2 separate regions of the Mus musculus genome follow, and region 2 is linked to region 1. The links are chromatin contacts, called in public Hi-C maps. All regions are on one chromosome and are shown on one strand. Each heading gives the region's core, a stretch centred on a gene start, on an enhancer-like site or on the middle of the called end of the contact. The rest is flanking DNA. Distances are from core to core; before and after follow the strand shown. Region 1 holds the start of Ccnh (cyclin H). Region 2 holds the start of Polr3g (polymerase (RNA) III (DNA directed) polypeptide G).

What was found. Hi-C and Micro-C count contacts between places; a contact is called where the count stands out from the background.
Region 2: a Hi-C map of B cells shows a contact between it and region 1, with 7 read pairs. The contact joins the promoter of Polr3g here to the promoter of Ccnh in region 1. A contact is called at or near these places in 1 of 39 promoter capture datasets (pre-B cells) and 1 of 484 Hi-C or Micro-C datasets (B cells).

Annotation. Positions count from the first base shown.
Region 1 is chr13:85,185,290-85,191,773 of GRCm38.p6, forward strand. Ccnh (cyclin H) reads left to right here and starts at 4,096. Exons shown (of 9, transcript NM_023243.6): 1 at 4,096-4,363; 2 at 5,465-5,587. The coding sequence starts at 4,247.
Region 2 is chr13:81,707,667-81,713,545 of GRCm38.p6, forward strand. It overlaps Polr3g (polymerase (RNA) III (DNA directed) polypeptide G), which reads right to left and starts at 3,347. Exons shown (of 8, transcript NM_001081176.1): 1 at 3,192-3,347. Mblac2 (metallo-beta-lactamase domain containing 2) reads left to right here and starts at 3,751. Exons shown (of 2, transcript NM_028372.1): 1 at 3,751-4,316. The coding sequence starts at 3,863.

The DNA of each region.
Region 1 (6,484 bases), core at 2,846-5,345:
TGGGGGTCAGGCTCACCAGATCAGGCAGAGAAGAAGAAGCCCCACTAAGAAAAGGGAATCCTCCATTTTGCTCCGGGCTCGGGAAAGCTGTGAGGACATGATAGACTACATACAGCCTTAGTAGCTAAGTGCAACAGGGTAGGTTTCCAAATGGAAGATTTGGTGGGCAAATTAGACAGGGTTACAGACACCAAACATCATAATAAGTTAGGCCTAACGACCTCTTGAAATGAAGATGTGGTGGCAAGGTTTACCCTTCATTTTAAATAGTCAAAAAAAAAAAAAAAAAAGGGTAACAGTTTTGGGCTATCATACAAAATGAAAGATACTTCCATTTATTTTTTATTAATTACCATATTTTATTATAGTCGTGGAGTCTGAACCCCGTATTTTCTGGGTTGGTCAAGTAAGTGGTCTGCCCCTCATACAGCCATATGTGCTCCATTTTCAGCCCCCCTTTCACTTATTTTGATGTAGAATCGTATGAAATTACCCAGGCTGACCTGAAGTTTTGTCCTCCTGGTTCAGCCTTCTGAGTAGTAGGCCTCATAGACTGTGCTACTTAGGCCCCTTTAGATCAAAGATAATTTCTTTACCTCTTTTCTTTCTTTTCCATTTATTTTGATGTATTTTGGAGAAAGTATTAGCTATAGACATCTCCTTGTTTTTTCTTAGTGGTAACTTAAAATATTGGGGGTAACAATGGAGGAGCTAGAGAAAGTACCCAAGGAGCTGAAGGGGTCTGTACCCCAATAGGTGGAACAACAATATGAACTAACCAGTACCCCCCCCAGAGCTCATGTCTCTAGCTGCATATGTAGCAGAAGATGGCCTAGTCTGCCAGCATTGGGAAGAAAGGCCCCTTGGTCTTGCAAACTTTATATGCCCCAGTACAGGGTAATGCCAGGGCCAAGAAGCAGGAGTGTGTGGGTAGGGGAGCAGGGTGGGGGAGGGTATAGGGGACTTTTGGGATAGCACTTGAAATGTAAATGAAGGAAATATCCAATAAAAAAATTGAAAAATATTGGGGGTAAAAGTAGAAAAGGATTTTAGAATCAATGTTAATTGTATGGTAGAAAAATAAAATTGTAATGGATTTATTGGTTTCACAATATAATTTGTAGGTCTATATTAAAAAATGTTAGAAACCAAATCAGTAGCTAAAGGAATATAGAATCACATCAAACTTTAAAGTACATATTATTTCTGTGAGCTTAAATGTAATTCACTTTCTTTTAAAAACTAAGATTTAGATAGGAGTGTCATGACTGACCTAAACTCATTATATCATGGCCTTTAACTCTTGATCCTCCTGCTTTCTTCCAATGTCCTTACATAGCAGAAGGTGTAGCCCAGATTAAAGGTGTGTACTACCAAGCCTGGATCTGGGACTTGCTTTGTTCCAGGCTGACCTTGAACACAGATTCCTTAGACATTCACCACCATTCCTGGCTTTGTTTATTTATTTTTCTTTAACTTCCTTTATTGTGTGTCACCAAAATCAGAAACTTTGTGTTGATGAAATAAAGGTGGTAAGTTAAGAAAATGTAATCAAGATTCAACTTAAAATACTCTAAATTGGAGATAAGAGGTTGGCCCAGTGGATTAAGCATTTGTCTTTCAACTGTGAGGACCAGAGTTAGGATACACAAAACTCAAGTGAAAACTAGTATGCTTGTTAGCCACCTGTAACCTTGCCCAACACTCTTAATGCAGAGATGGGGAGTATGTAGTCAGCCTAGCAGGAAATGCGGAACTTTGGTTTCATTGAAAGGTGATGCTTCAATTAATACAATGGAGAAAGATTGAAGAAGATACCTAACATCAACTTTGGACTTTTACATGCATGTGACACATGTATACATGCATACATACATGCACACATATACCATACACACACCGACATGCAAAAATTACTCCAAGTTATATAAGTAAAATTGATCCCTTATTCTTCTGGTCCCCTTTTCTTCCTTTCCTGTTGAGAAAACACAATCTTGAATTCTTTTAATTTTCTCCTTGTCCTAGGGTTTCTAGGATAAAACTTTAAGAAATGGGAAAATTTCCCCAAAGCAAGAAAAGAATTCCCAGCACTATGTGTGCTCTTGCAGATATCTTTTTTTCATTATTTGCATTTCAAATGTTTTCCCCTTTCCAGGTCTCCCCATTCGGAACCCACCTATCACATCCCCCCCTTCTCCTGTCTCTATAAAGGTGCTCTTCTACCCACCCACCCACCCACCCACTCCTGTCTTCTCATCCTCACATTCCCCTACATTGTGACAACCCAGATGTCCCTCAACAGAGGAATGAATATGGAAAATGTGGTACATTTACACAATGGAGTACTACTCAGATACTAAAAACGATGAGTTCATGAAATTCTTAGGCAAATGGATAGAACTTGAAAATATCATCCTGAGTGAGGTAACTCAGTCACAAAAGAACATACAAGGTATGTACTCACTGATAAGTGTATATTAGCCCAAAAGTTTAGAATAACCAAGATTCATTTCACAGACCATAGGAAGCCTAAGAAGAAGGAAGACCAAAATGTGGATGCTTCAGTGCTTCTTAGAAGGGTGAACAAATTACTCACAGAAGGAAATATGTAGACAAAGTGTGGAGAAAGACTGAAGGGAATGCCATCGAGATAGAGACTGACTGACTTGGGGATACATCACATATACAGCCAGCAAACCCAGCCCCTATTGTGAGTGCTGGGAAGTGCTTGCTGATGAAAGCCTGATATGGCTGTCTCCTGAGATGCTCTTCCAGAGGCAGATGCTTGCAGCCAACCACTGGACTTAGCTCAGGGGTCCCCTGTGGAGGAGTTGGAGAAAGGACTGAAGGAGCTGATGGGGGGTTGCAGCCCCATGGAGGGAGCAAGTGTCAACAGGCCAGACCTCCTGGAGCTCCTGGGGACTGGACCACCAACTAAAGAGTACACATTGATTGACCCACGGTGCTGGCCTCATATGTGGCAGAGGACGGTCTTGCAGGTAACTTTAGTGAAGTACATAAAACCTTTCTTTGAAGACCAAGAGGCAATAAATGCTCTGTAAAGCCAGATCTTTGATTACAACTCTTGGATTACAAGTTATATTGGTGCTCAAAAAACTTAGTCTGTCTACAAATAGTACATAGCACAGTTTAAGAACTGCTGTACAAAGACATTTGTGTTTATTTTTTTAAAAAGCACTGAAAAATTTCCAGTTAATAATTTATGTCTTGGTGGTGTCCAATGAAACAGTAGTATCTTTGTCATTGAGCTGTTAATTTACTTGTTCCTTTTCTAGGAAGACTAGAATGCATTTTGTTTGAATAATCTCCAATTAGATGCAGCAAAATGTGGCCTAAAGATTATGTAAAGAGGGCATTGATGCATGGCTGTGTTTCCAGAATTTGAGAGGCTTAGGCAGGAGGATCATAAATTTGAAACCACCATGAACTAAATATGGATTTCTAGTATATAATGAGACAATAAGGAGCTGAGAAAGGCAGGAAAAATGAGAGGAAACTCTACTGCACAAATTATGGCAGTGGGGGGATTGCTTTGTGCTCTCCCTGTTGGTATCAGGACCTCTGAAACTCGTGACATCATGTAGGCGAGACCCACAGACCTGTTGCCAAGACAATAGCCACCATATTCCCAGAATCCATTGTGCTCACCTCCCACTTTTACCTATAACCACGTCACCATCCATATATATACATACATACATATATATGTGTGTGTGTGTGTGTATGTGTGGTTAAGAGCACTGACTGTGTCATCCATATGAACTGGGTTCAATTCCCAGCACCCACAGGGCAGTTCATAACTGTCTGAAACTCCCATTCCAAGGGATCTGAAGCTGTCACACAGATATACATTCAGGCAAAACACCAATGGGCATAAAATAAAAATAAAAAATAAAGAAATGAAGGCTTATGGTTCTTTGTGCCCAGGCGTCCTCTGGAACCTGGATCCCTGCGGCCACGCCCACTTTCTGACCCTCCTGGGTCACGCCCTTCAGACTCCTCCCCAAAGCCTGGGAGCCCCGAGGCTCCGCCCTCCCTCGTTGCGGAACACCTCCCACCGGCTCCGGAAACTCCAGAGCAGACGCTGGCACGTGACCGGGACGTCACGCACGCGTCCGCGGTCTGGGCGGGGGCGGGGGTTCGCGCGTTGGCCGTCGCTCGTGGTCGCTGTCTCTCGGAGTGTCGCTGTTTTTGTCGCGGCCCTGCGGCCCGTGAGGGCTACAGCATGTATCACAGCAGCAGCCAGAAACGGCACTGGACCTTCGCTAGCGAGGAGCAGCTGGCGCGCCTGCGGGCGGACGCCAACCGCAAATTCAAGTGCAAAGCTGTGGCTAACGGGAAGGTGAGGTCCCCGCGAGCCAGCCCCTGTGCCCACCCTAAACCTGGGACCTCTCCTGAAGTCCCGCTTTGCCTGCAGGCTGGAAGCCTGTAGAGCGCTCGCCTGGCTGTGTCAGTGCAGACAGGGACTGACGCGACAGCCAAGTCCGGGGCTGGCGGTGGCAGAGGTCTGAGTGACATCCTGGGGACTGGCAAGAGCCTTGGAAGAGTGCGGACTTAGTGCGGGACTCGAACTGGTCACTTGTCCTGCAGGATGTCACGACAAATCATTCTCTGTAGATGGCAGGAGGGAGGGCACACACATAGGCTGGTGTCTAGTGGAAAGTCAGACTGGCAGGCAAGTGCCTGGAGTGCTGGTGGTCACTCATGGATGAAGCTGTACCTCTGCAGCAGTGGTTGAAGAACGTGCACAAGCAACTTTGTAAGCGGAAGTGTAAGGCGGTTGAAATTCTTGCCAAAACTGAAAGGAACTTTTCAAAGACTTGAAATGGGGGGATGATGGCTTGTTGGATCTGCTTTCCAGAAACAACCTTCACACAGAAGGTTGTACAAGGAAAGAAAATAGTTGACACAAGTAATGCGTGTTCTATGGGCCTCTATCCAGGTCTTCCTACAACTCTCCCATTCATTTCTGTGTACGGCCCTGGATAACTTTATAGTAGCTTCTACAAATTTCAGGCAAATAAAATTTGTACCAACAAAACAGGTAGACAATGAACTGAGTTATTTTAATTTTGGTGACATATGGATTTACTGCAAAAGCTACTTTGGGAGAGTTCCAACCCATGAAAATATGTATTTTTTTTTTAATTTACAAATAATGGTATCAAACCTGGGAGTGAATTGACACATACTCTGTCATGACTGTTTAAAAATGTCCAGCTGACAGTTTGAGAACTTGTAAAATGAAAGCCTAGATTCAGTTTATTGATTTTTGCTTATTCTTCTCCTAGATATTTTGCTTGATGCTTAGTAAACTTAACAAAGAGAGAAAGCTTCAGGTCTATTTTTTGTTGGTGGTATAAGTCCAATTTAAGCAGGACAGATAAGACGGTCTTACAATGAATTCACTGACCTTACATTGAAATGTCTGCTCTGTCTAAAGGTTCTTCCAAATGATCCAGTGTTTCTGGAGCCTCATGAAGAATTGACACTTTGCAAGTACTATGAAAAAAGATTATTGGAATTCTGTTCAGTGTTTAAACCAGCTATGCCACGGTCTGTTGTGGTAAGTGATGGGAGAGAAGAATATGCTTGTTAGCTGGCTTGAGAGAATTGAACTAGACTTTTCCCTTCTTTTTCCTCCATAATTTTTTTTTCACATTATATCCCAATAGCACACCACCTCTTCTCATTCCTGCCGTTTGCAAATTCTTCTGACCAATACTCCCTTCCCTTCTCAGAGAAGGGGAAGCCCCTCCTCCTTTGGGTACCACCCTGCCTTGTGACATCTAGCCCCAGAAGGACTAAGCATCTCTACCACTGAGGCCCAACAAGTCATTCTGGTTGGGAAAGGGGATCCAATGGCAAGCAACAGAGTCAGAGACAGCCCCTGTTCCAGATGTTAGGGGACCCATATGAAGACCAAGCTGCACATGTGGTACAAATGTGGAGGGTTGGGGAGCTAGATCCAGCCCTCTTTGGTGGTTCAGTCTCTGTGAGCCCCATGGGCCCAGATTAGTTGGCTCCGTAGACCCTCCTATGGAGTCCTTTACAACTCTGGCCTGCTCAATTCCACCACTCTTCCATAAAACTCCCCAAGCTCTTCTTGATGTCTGGCTCTGGGTCTCTGCAGCTGTTTCCATCTGTTGCTAGATGAGGCCTCTCAGGAGACAGTTATGCTAGGTTCCTATCTGCAAGAACAGCAGAGTATCAGTAATAGTGTCGGGTTGGCTCTTTCCCATGGAATGGGTCTCAAATTGAGCCAGTCATTGGTTGGCCTTTCACTTGAGGTTGCTTCCAGTTTCTGGCTATTATGAATAAAGCTGCTGTGAACACAGTTGAGCAAGTGTCCCTGTGGTATAGTGGTGCATCCTTTGGGTATATGCCGGGAAGTGGTATTGCTGGGTCTTAAGGTAGAACTAATCCTGATTTTCTGAAAATCTGCCAAACTGATATCCAAAGT
Region 2 (5,879 bases), core at 2,097-4,596, 3.5 Mb before region 1:
AGAAGAGGGGTTGAACCCAGAGCTTCACACACACACTGGTAAACGTCCACTACTAAACTTTAGTCTCAGTCTTCTAATTTCTATTTATTTACATATTTACTTCTTGAGGACAGACTTGATAGTTTCCCAGTGTGGACTTGAGCCCTTTCTACAGCCTAGGCAGGCCTTGAATTTATATCCTTCTGCTTCAATGTCCTTAATAGATGGGACATGGCCCCAGCTCCCAAACTTTGTGAATGAAGAGTTTTTTATTTCTCGATTTCCTCATTACCCAAATTTGTTTAGAACGGCCTAATCCAACTCAGTCATTTACTCAACTAGCTTTGATCCTTTTGGTCAGGCACCGAGCAACTCTTAATTCTTCCTTCAAAGCATCCGCTCCTTTGAGATATGTTGGCATCTCTATATACAATAAGTGACCCATTCCAAGGCTTCATTATTTGGTCCTGGCTAAACGAAGAATCACAGTAGATTCAACCTCCTTGCTTTGTAGAAGAGGAAATGGTTATAAAGGTCATCTGATCTCATCTCAAACAATTCCTACCAAAGGTGAGCGTACACAGGCGGAGGAAGGCCTTTCAATGCCCTACCTATATTTTACTTCTGGGAACACATGTCTAAAGTCATTGACAACCTATTTTTTTGTTTGTTTGTTTTTCCGAGACAGGGTTTCTCTGTAGAGCTCTGGCTATCCTGGAACTCACTTTGTAGTCCAGGTTGGCCTTGAACTCAGAAATCCGCCTGCCTCTGCCTCCCACGTGCTGAGATTAAAGGCGTGCACCACTACTGCCCGGCAACAACCTATTTTTTTAATCCCAGATCAATGAGGGAAATTGGCAACTGCAAAAAGTTCTGAATTTCAAAATCTTAAAATGTGTGTGGGTATGTGCGGAGAAATGCAGGTGCCCAGGCAGGTCAGAAGAGGATGCCAGGCCATCAGGGCTTGTGAGCCACTCGCTGTGGTCGCTAGGAACTGAACTCGGGTCGTCTTTCCAGCCCCAAATCTGAAATCGAAAACACTAGATCGACAAAGCAGCACTGCCACCATCACCTCAGGATGCTGCCTGACTGCCAGCTCAGAGTCCTGCCTCAAAACTTCCGTTCAGAATCTGTTCCAAGAGATCTGAAAATGGGCGTTGTTCAAGTCTCTCCAAACCAACTGTACACATAATCTCCTGGAAGATGGTGCGCTCACCTCTGCAATTCTTCCTAGATCTAAAATGTTGTGAGTTATAATTGTGACTGAAATGTAACATCCTCTTGTACACACAACCTTGCTCATTTAAATGTTCAAGTAGCTGGAGGCCAGGGGAGACAGCGAAAGCCAAGTCACAGTATCTTTCTGAAGAATGACCTAAACTTGCTCTAATCACGAGCCTGACTCATTCCACTCTGGCTGTCTCCTTTGATCACCTAACAGAAGACTATTAGCAGTGTGTTCTCTATTATTCCCCTTTTTTCTGCGTTAGCTCAGGCCTTTAACATCGACCCTCTGAAACATCGTAGGCATTTTATGTCCAGATAATTGTTATGTCCCTAACAATTCATCTCATCAATTTAACAGAAGGCTAATCGTCTGATATGTCATTCTCTTCAATTAACAGAGCTTAGGACATTTAACTTCTGCTTCTCACCAAGTAACTATCCACTGAGGTCTTGATAAAGACCCAACTCTAAGCCTAACCTCTGGGCCAAACCATCCTCTCACTGTTGGAAATACAGAGGCAAACAAAATAACATCTCTGCTTTTAATGGAGTTTACGATCGAGTATGGGAAGTGGGCAAAATATACTTTAGAGAACCTGTCAGAACCTGATAGGTGGTGTGAAAATGAAGCAGGAACCAGGCCAGAAAAACTAGTTGAAGAAGTTCTGCCTCTCTCAGGACTGTCTGAGCTTAAATGTAATTACGATGAGAAGCAGAGTCATACTGAAAAGTAGAAAACAAAGTGTCATTGGGAACTGTAGGTCCAAAGGACTCTAGAGCCTGCCACAAGCCAGATAGTCATCTCTGAATTCTTTCTGAGCTTATGGCCAAGAAACAACACTGTGCCATCTTACCGAGTGGCCCCCTTCTGCAGCAAAAACAAAGTACAGAGGGCACTGTGTTTCTCTGCAGAAAATGCATTCGATAAGGCCAGTGCAATCATTCACTAGTCCATCTATAAGTAGAATCCAATTTTTGCATTTTTTTTGCATTATATAACAAGTATTTGTGTACAGGTGTTAGCTTCCTCAGATTCTCGAGAACTCACATCAGACTTTTTTTTGTTTTTAAACAGTTTTCTGCTTGTCACACACCATTTAGCTGAGGCACTCGTGCTAAGAATGGTCCCAACTGCATAACCGATGAGATTAGCAAAATACTCAAAAGGGCAGTGACCTGCTCCTACACCCACCAGAGAGTTTTGGAGTGTTGGAAGTACAGTTCTCCCTCTAGGAAACTTATTAGGAGATACCACAGTAAGAATCTTCCTAATTATCCTTTATAATGCTCTCCCGTGGGTCTCTTTATAATTTCTGAAGGTTAGTCAAATTCTCAAAGGGATTTCTTAATCCGAAATAGATGTATCAATAGCTAGTGGTTGGGTGCAAGCGCAGGGACTTGATACTGACAGTGGGGGTGATTTCTGGTGGCTTGCAAGGCCACACCCAGTCCCTATCCACTTTTCATGTCCCCTCAAAGTGCTCCGCCTTTCCTTAAGCTCTAACTTTCTCTGCTCTCTTCAAAGAGCAAAGAACCACCCAGAACTATGACGGCCATTTAGGTTTTTCTTTTTAAAGAAAAATTTTATCACCAACCCCTCTCCTCACTATCAAGGGTGCCAACAATTAAGAAAACAGAAGCGACGGTAAGTATGCCCTTATCAGCAAACTGCCGCCAAACTTTGAATGAAGAAAAAACACAGTCGTCAGATTTGCATAGTCTTCTCTTGTAAGAGGATAAACTCCCTTCTTTCTCACTGAGAACAAACCCACCGGAAAGCTGGGAGATCTGGCTACGAAAACTTTAAACGGTTTGGAAGACCGCAGCAGCAGCTTTGGGGAGGTAGGGATACTTCCCAAAGTCACTCCAGAGGGGCTTTCATGAATGTTGGCTCCGGATACCCGGCCACCACGTTCTCCACGTGCCCCATCAACTCCCTTCTACCCTCTTCACCTCCTGCCCAGAACGGGATAGCTTCCAGTTACCTGCTAGCCAAGTCTCGAGGCTTGAGCACACGGTGCAGCAGAGGAAGCAAGAAAGCCGGCAGCCCCTCCAGCAAGGAGCCGCAGATTCTACCTCCGGAGTAGCGCGCCCCACACCGCACGCGGCTACGGCGCAGCAGAGCGCACTGGAAGCCCCGCCCACTCCCGCGAGGCCACACCCCCGGAAGAGAGCTTTTTAGCCCTTGGCAGGCGCCGTAGTCAGCCTCCAACAGGCTCGGCCTCACTCTGGGCTCCGGCGGCGAGTGCACAGCCCCCCGCTGCCCGTGTGGGGGCGGTCCTGTGTGTCGCTTCCCACGCATCTCTCCCGGCCCCTGCAGTAGAACCCCGAGCAGGGCAGCATTGCCCGGTGTCTCCTCCCCGCTTCAGCAGCCTGCGTTACTGCCTTGGTGCTGCGGCTGCAGAAGCTGCGGCAACTGGGGTGCAGCCTGCGCTCTGCGGCTCGGACGGGAGGGCGCGGAACAGGTGATCTGGGCAGTGTCGCAGCGTCCTATCCACGCTCCCTTCCGCATCCCCGCCCCTCGATCGCACCTCCTCCGGAGCTGAGAGTAGCTCCTCCGGCTCTGCAGCAACAGCAGCAGCAGCAGCAGCAGCGAGTCCTGGACTGCCTGTGGGAGGCACACCCACCTAGCCCGGCCGCACCCCTGCGCAGCAGCATGTCGGCGCTCGAGTGGTATGCCCACAAGTCTCTGGGCGATGGCATCTTCTGGATTCAAGAACGGTTCTACGAGTCAGGCAACCGGGCCAACATTTGGCTGGTGCGCGGCTCGGAGCAGGACGTGGTGATAGACACTGGCCTGGGGCTGCGCAGCCTTCCGGAGTACCTCTACTCCTCTGGCCTCTTGCAGGATTGCGGGTCTAAAGAGGATGCAGGACGCCGGCCACTGCTGGCCGTGGCCACCCACGTGCACTTCGATCACTCCGGCGGTCTCTATCAGTTCGACCAGGTGGCTGTGCACCGCGCCGAGGCCGAGGCCCTGGCTCGCGGGGACAACTTTGAGACCGTGACCTGGCTTTCTGACAGCGAGGTGGTGCGGGCGCCCAGCCCTGGCTGGAGGGCCAGGCAGTTCCGAGTGCAGGCAGTGCAACCCACCCTCATTCTGCAGGATGGTAATGGGCCCCGCGGGCGTGCGCTGTCACTGAGGGAGGGGCTTGGAGAGCGTGTACAGCATGTTACAGACCTCCTTGGCACTGTTGGGGTACAGTGCGGGAATACTCTGTTTCACCCTTTGCTGCGTGGAAGTCAGCTTAAGCAGAGACTAGGCCCTGGCAGGCTTCTCTGTCCGGAGATGCGCGCTGCTGCTGTGTGGCTGTCTCTTTGAAAGCTCACACCATCCCCAGTCAGTCAGCTACAGTAGTAACACTGCAGAGACTTGTGACTGGAGATTTTCCATTCTTTTCCCAAGTACCGGTTGAACATTTTCAGCTTTTGTAACGAGTAGGCTTTTAAGCAATGGCACCTTGGGAAGAGTGTTAGGCTCTGTGCTTTGAAAACTGCTGACTTCATCTGCCTCCTCACTTCACTGCATAGTGCCTATCCGGTCCACCTGTAGGCTTGGAAAGCTTTGGTTCCGTTTCATCCATCCTGACCTTTCGGATGGATTTGTTTGCTTATTGCCTCACAAGAAAAAAAAAAAAAAAGGCTTGACAGTGAACATAAAATATAGAAATATGACAAATATCTGGTCTGGATGAGAGCAAGGCCTAGGAAAGATCAATAAGGGAGTTGTTTCCGGTGGAGAAAGTGTGTGTGTTAATGAGGACTTCATTCTCTTGGTCCTAAGCAATTGATAGATTGGAGCAAAATAGACAGGGTCCCAGTCCCTTTCCCCTCATGCTGGAACTGCACTAACTGAACTGATTAGCAACAGCAGCAATATTTGATTTATCAATTTTATATTTTTGTCTTAGGATTTATTTATTTATTTACATCCCCAAAACTACTCCTGCTCCTGCTCCCTCCCTCACAGAGTCTCTCCTCCCATCCCCTCTTCTCTTCTCCTCCGAGAGGGTGGAGGCCCCTCTGGGTACCCCTCCCCCCAACACAGCACATAATCAAGTCTCTGCCAGATTAGGTGCATCCTCTCTCACTGAGGCCAGATAGGGCAGCCATGGAGCCTGAGGTGCTTGCCTGCTACCTATGTGCCTGGAACCTCTTTTCAGTCTGTGTGTTCTTTGGTTGGTGCTTCAGTCTCTGAGTGCCCCTAGGTTAGTTGACTCTCTTGGTCTTGCGCTGGAGCTCCCTTCCCCTTCTGGGCCTTCATTCTTCCCCCAACTCTTCCATAAGAGTCCCAGACCACCGTCCAATGTTTGGCTGTGGGTATCTGCATCTGTTTCAGTCCACTGCTGGATAGAGACTCTCAGAGGACAGGTATGCTAGGCTCCTGTCTGCAAGCATAACAGAGTATCATTCATTAATAACGTCAGGGATTAGTGCTTGTTCATGGAATTTTTCTATCCCTGCATTTCCTTTAGACAGGATAAATTTGGGGTCAAACTTTTGTGGGTGGGTTGATGTCCTTATCCCGCCACTGAGAGTTTTGTCTGGCTACAAGAGGTGGCCTCTGCTAGTTTCATGTCCCCACTGTTAGGAATCTTGGCTAAGCTCACCCTCATTGACTTTCTGGGAGCCTCCTCTATGGGACACCCTAGAGATTCTCCCCTCCCCCAACT